Linked DNA regions of Ovis aries: region 1 is linked to region 2. Evidence: chromatin contacts called from public Hi-C data. All regions are on one chromosome and are shown on one strand. Each heading gives the region's core, a stretch centred on a gene start, on an enhancer-like site or on the middle of the called end of the contact. The rest is flanking DNA. Distances are from core to core; before and after follow the strand shown.

What was found. Hi-C and Micro-C count contacts between places; a contact is called where the count stands out from the background.
Region 1: a contact with region 2 is called in a Hi-C map of liver, with 4 times the contacts expected there. The contact joins two enhancer-like sites. A contact is called at or near these places in 10 of 16 Hi-C or Micro-C datasets (blood, hypothalamus, liver and 5 more).

Annotation. Positions count from the first base shown.
Region 1 is chr13:77,949,983-77,952,936 of ARS-UI_Ramb_v3.0, forward strand. SLC9A8 (solute carrier family 9 member A8) reads left to right here. Exons shown (of 16, transcript XM_012189330.5): 5 at 288-371. Among named protein-coding and RNA genes, the nearest start is that of SLC9A8, 28 kb to the left of the region's middle. Within about 2 kb of position 1,544, at least 3 of the 54 cell types and tissues checked have an H3K27ac peak or open chromatin away from gene starts, as enhancers often do. A contact at or near this core is called in liver, where this site is marked.
Region 2 is chr13:77,746,312-77,749,310 of ARS-UI_Ramb_v3.0, forward strand. No RefSeq gene overlaps it. Among named protein-coding and RNA genes, the nearest start is that of B4GALT5, 91 kb to the right of the region's middle. Within about 2 kb of position 1,315, at least 35 of the 54 cell types and tissues checked have an H3K27ac peak or open chromatin away from gene starts, as enhancers often do. A contact at or near this core is called in liver, where this site is marked.

The DNA of each region.
Region 1 (2,954 bases), core at 294-2,793, 200 kb after region 2:
GAATGAAGAGCCTACTGCTGTACATTTGGAAGCAGTTCATTCCGCTGTTTATTTTTCTGGGCACCTTTAAAAATCATTTGTTCTACATTTTTACACATAGGTTTTCTTTTGAGGTCTTTGTTTGTTTGTTTTGTCACTGCTTTTGTTTGCTTTTATCATCAGGTGGCGATTTAAACTTTGTATGTTTCCACTGGGCCAGGTTCCAAGAGAAGAATGACTTTGGCTCTTCACTGATGGATTTATTTCTTAATCCCATGCCTCTGAAAATACCCATTTTATGTTTACAGGAGGAAGAAATGTTTCGTCCAAATATGTTTTTCCTCCTCTTGCTTCCACCTATTATATTTGAGTCAGGATATTCGTTGCACAAGGTAAGACTTGGGCACGCATTAGTGCTTTTGGTCTGGGTGACTCCCTGTGTTTCCTTAGAAGCTTGGGTGTTAATTTAGCAGCGGTGGCTCTGTGTGAACAGCCTGGGATATGAGGTGGAAGCTGGACCATCATGCCTGACTTGTGAAGAGGAGCAGACACGATCAGTGGGCTGCTTTCGTGGTTTCAGGCAGTGTGGCTTACTAGTGCTTTCCTTAGAGGGGTCCTTTGCTTAGAGGTGACCAAAGTGATCTTTTTAGAAATATGTGTTTATTTGGCTGCGCCAGCCCTTAGTTGCTGCACGCGGGATTGTCATTGTGGCACATGGGTCTCTCGTGACGGTGCACGGGCTTCTTTCTAGTTGACGCTCAGTAGTTGCAGCACAAAGACTTAGTTACCCTGAGGTCTATGGGATCTTGGCTCCCCGAGCAGGGATCGAACCCACATCCCCTGCATTGGAAGGTGTATTTCTATACACTGGACCACCAGAAAAGTCTCCCAAAGTGATTTTAATGCACGTGGCTGTTATACTGACTCCTCTTGGAGGTAGAATGACCCATGTTAAAAAGTCAGACTGTGTCCTGCGATGATAGGACGGGTGCCCCGGGCCTGCTGATTCTCTCCCACTCCTGTTTCTCCCTCTCTCCCTCCTTGGGCCCACCCACCCTTCAGACACCCGACTTAAGCCCCCCGACTTAAGCCCCGTCCCCGTTCCTTCCCAGCCCCTCCCTGGCCCTGCTTCTCCTCTCCAGAGGAGAGCGCTACCTTCCCCCGAGGCTTCCAGCTCCTTCTGGCCCATCGCTGACTCCCACAGTTACTCTGCCCATTCTTGGCTCCTGACCCTGCAGCGCAGCGTCTGGCCCTGCCCGGTTCTCTGCTTTGGTCTGACATTTCTGGTCTCTGTCCTCGAGCTTCCGTGGGGCTCTTTCTGCCTGGGCAGGAGCTTCTCACTTTGTGTACCCTAGGCTTTTCTTTGTGAGTTCTTTTAAAATATTCGTGTATTTAAGTTTTGAAATAAGAAGGTGATTCAACTTAAAATACTAGTGTACAACAGTTATTTTGTAAATGTGATTTTTAAAAAATTTGAGGGTTGGAAGGACTTGAGGTTTGGCCTGTCCTTGGAGAGGGGAAGAGCCTGGATTTTGGACCCAGAGACCCGTGTCTAGTCATGTGCTGCCCTCTATGGGTTCCTTTTGAGTAGTGCCTGTGTGCTAAGTTGCTTCAGTCGTATCCGACTGCGACTCTGTGGACTGTAGCCCGCCAGGCTCCTCTGTCCATGGGATTCTCCAGGCAAGAATACTGGAGTGGGTTGTCATCCTGGAGATATCCAGGAGATAATCCTAACCCAGAGATCAAGCCCACGGCTCCTGCGGCTCCTGCACTGCCGGTGGATTCTTTGCTGCTGAGCCACAGGGGATGCCCCGTTTTGAGTAGAGTAGAAATTTTAAAATAACAAACAAAAAGATCCCCAAAACCCTACCTCCTAGGTTGCTTTGAGATTTACATTAGATGAAAGAATGTCAGCAACTCACCACTCACCACATTAAATAATTGGTAGTGCTTCTTGTATTATCTGTTATAACCTGACTGACTATTTGGAGAAGGAAATGGCAACCCAGTCCCGTATTCTTCCCTGGGAAATCCTATAGACAGAGGAGCCTGGCGAGCTTCAATCCAGGAAATCAAAAAGAATCAGAGCCTCTAGGCAATGTTATTATCAATAAGAATTTAATAGGGGATACATTTATGCATACAGCTGTTTCCCTTCGTTCAGCAGAGACTAACACAACATTGTAAAGCAATTATACTCCAATTAAAAATAAAAATTAAATAATGTTTATAACATAATAAACTTGAGAATTAAATTTGTCATGAGAGTTTTGGTAAAAACATACAAATTAAATCTTTAGTTTTCCTCCTGAATAGTAAAGCAGAATTAAGATGTTCAGTACAGATTTTTTTAGTTACCATTTTACTGTGTATTAACCAAAAGAAAAAAAATCCTATATCTTATAAAACTGACGTCAGATAATTGTTAGAAAAACAAGCAAGAAAGATTTGAAGGTCAGTGTCTTTTACTGTTTAATTTTGTGGACAAATCTTGGAAGAACTGAGAGCAGAATGTGAGAATACTTCACAACAGTAGTGAAGAAAGCAGTGTGCATATTATGTTCTTTTTAGTGTGCTGCTCGGTGTGTGGGATTTTAGTTTCCTGACCAGGGATTGAACCTGAGCCCTCGGCAGTGAGACATGGAGTCCTAACCGCTGAACTGGAACTCCCGAAAATGATTGTTTGATTTAAAAACATGACACTGGTTATTATATTAGCACATGTAAAGTTTTTATCTTCTAATTTTTTTGGAGTAGAGGGAAATAAACTTACTCAGAATTTGAGGAAAATAGTTTCTTGAGAGAAAAATTCTTTGAAGCTGACTTTCCAGCAGAAAATGTGACAGTTTATGTGAAAGGGACTAATGTGAGTTGAAAGTGAATTTAGAGACTTCTGTCCACTGCCTGCACTTTTCCCTAAAGAACAGGAAGCTGACTTTGTTTTATTTTAATATTGCTGTATTTGCCGGTGTGAA
Region 2 (2,999 bases), core at 65-2,564:
TGCCATTGGGGCACCCAGGTTCAATCCCTGGGTTGGGAAGATCCCCTGGAGAAGGGAATGGCTACCCACTTCAGGATTCCTGCCTGGAGAATCCCACGGACAGAGGAGCCTGGCGGGCTACACTCCATGGGGTTGCAAAGAGTCGGACACAACTGAGCAACTAACACTGCACCCTCAGAGCTGGATGGAAGGAAGTCACCTCGCCACCTTTGAGGGACAGGTCCTGCTTCTGCCACTGTGGAAGCCTCAGTTTCTTCACCCATAAACCAGGGCAGGAGAGCTTGTCTAATAGTGCATGGCAAACAGGAGGCCCTCCTCAATCGTCAGTGTCCTTCTCTCAACACGGGATTTAAGGAGCACCTACTGCGCAGAGGACTCTTAGGAGACTGAGACTCGGAGCCGTTCCCTTTGGGGTGGACAGGGGAGGGGGATGAAGGCCAGGAATGGGGTCTGAGGTACAGGACTGCCCCCTTATTAAGCACCCACTGGGCACCACACTGTTGTAAACCCTTGTGGAGGAATGCACCTCATGCTTTCAGAATGCAGTGAGGAGGGTACTGTTTTTATTCTTAGGAAGCCGAGGCCCAGAGAGGTTAATGAGCCTGATCAAGGTCACACAGCCTTGGTGATGGAGGTGAGATTAAAACCCACAAAGTTCCAAGTGCCAGACGGGAAAGGTTGGGCAGATCCATCCCCGTCCATTCATTCAACAAGTGTTTGTTGCACACCTACTGTGTACCAGGCCTGGGGCTGAGTGCCAGAGAGAGACCAGTGAACAAACAGATAGCTCCTGCCCCCAGGGAGCTGTTCACCTAGAGGAGATGGGCAAGATAAATAAGCCACTTGGTGATTCTCATTGTATATAAAAAAAAAATAAGAGTGAGAAGGAGGGGAAAGCAGGCTGCAGTGTGTTTTGACTTTCAGTAGGAGGGCAGGGGCCGTTGGAGCCATCTAGGGACTTTGGTTTTTTCTGTGAATGAGAAGTGGGAGCCATGTTCTGAGCAGGAGATGGGCTGGGGATGACCGACTCCCTGAGCTTCTGGGGCAGGCTCAGGGAGTGGGGATGTGGAGTCTGAGCTCATCGGAATAAAATATCCTGCATTGACCTGGCACACTGCGAGTCACCGGCAAGCACTGCACGGATGTTATTGGTGTCACTGTGGCAGGGAGACTCAGCGCCTCCGGAAGCTGGTGCAGTGTGTCATGAGACCACCAGGTGGCACCAGCGCACAGCAGGCAGACCCGAGGCTGCCCTCGGCGGACACAGTCGGCTCCGCCCTCCCCGCTCAGGCCAGCCTCTCTCAGCTAGCCACGTCTGAACAGGGCCTCTGTGATCAGAGGTGTCCGGAGCATTGAGGCATCTCTGGCCTCCGCTCACTCGTCAGCCGCATACCCTCACTCCCTAGTGAAAGTGAAAGTTGTGTCCGACTCTTTGCGACCCCATGGACTATACGGTCCATGGAATTCTCCAGGCTAGAATAGTGGAGTGGGTAGCCTTTCCCTTCTCCAGGGGATCTTCCCTACCCAGGGATCGAATCCAGGTCTCCTGCATTGCAGGCGGATTCTTTACTAGCTGAGCCACAAGGGAATATTAACTCCCTTGTGTGACCACCAAAATTGTCTTCAGACATTGCCAGGTCATGCCCTAGAGGGAAAAATCTAGCCCTGCCCTTCGCTTAGCCACTCTGCGCGGGACACACTGGCCTCCTCGAAGCTCCTCCCACTCATCTGCATATCCCTGCCTCCGAACCCTTGCACTTGCTGTTTCCCCCCAGATATTGGCAGGGCTGCTCCATTCCTTCCAGTCTCTGCTCAGCTATCACCACCTCAGAGACTCCCTGTTCCAGACACTCTCTACCCAATTGCCTGAGTATTTTTACCCCATGTATCACTAGCAGAAAAGATTTTATCAAAATGTTAATTTCTTTGCATAGTGAATCCCTGCCCTCTTAGAGCGCATGTTCTGGTGAGCCAGATGGTCAGGAAGGGCCTCTCTTTGGAATGGTGGCTTTGAGTTGTGACTTGAAGGATGAGAAGGGGCTGGTTCCTGACAGAGGCAAAAGCATTTGCAAAGACCCCTGGGGCGCTGCTCAGGCCCAAGTGCCTGACTTCAAGTAGGCCTGTCTGCTCATTTGGGGGGTGGGCTCCTGGGCCAGGCACAGCTGCTGGCTAGGAGCCCCTGAGTCATCAGGAAGCTGTGTCGTGTAGACAGGGGCTGGGCTAAACCTGCCACACAAAGGCTCATTCGTGACCAGATGGGAAAGACCTGGGGCAACCCAAGAGGGCGGCTCCCTCTTGTCAGCTCCCAGGAAGCACTGGCTGGCAACATTTGAAAGTCAGGAGCTTCCCAGGAGAGTCAAGTTTCCCCGGGTTGGGGAGAGAAACGCGTGCGGCCCGGTCACCTGGACACATGGGGCAGTCATGTGAAGGGTTTGAGGTCCCATGGCCGCATTGTAAGTCCAGCCCCTGCACCCCGCCCCCAGCTGAGTGACCTTGGCCACATCATCCCACTCTCCGAGCTTCAGTTCCCTCACCTCTAACATGGGGTGAAACCACCAGGACTTCCCTGCTGGTCCAGTGGCTAAGACTCCGAGCTCTTAATGCAGGGGGCTTGGGTTCCATCCCTGGTCAGAGAACTAGATCTCGCACGCCGCAACTAAGAGTTTGAATGCCGCCGCTATGACCCGGTGCAAACAGACAGATGAATAAAACAGGGTGAAAACAGGACTGACCTTACAGGGAGGCGCCCGTGGCCTGGGTGTAGACAGCAGGAGGCCAGCCACGGTAGGACTAAGTATGAAGACCAGTAGGGGAGCATGGTTTTCCGGATCAGACAGCCTGGGTTTGACCCAGATCTCCGGCTTTCCAGCCGGGGGCAAGTGTGACCACCCTGCTCCTTGCCTCAGTTTCCCCACCTGCAGCACCGGGAGAATGAAAGCAGCACACAGGACGACTGACTGTGGAGTCTCCAAGATGGGGGCTGTGGTTACAGAGGTGGG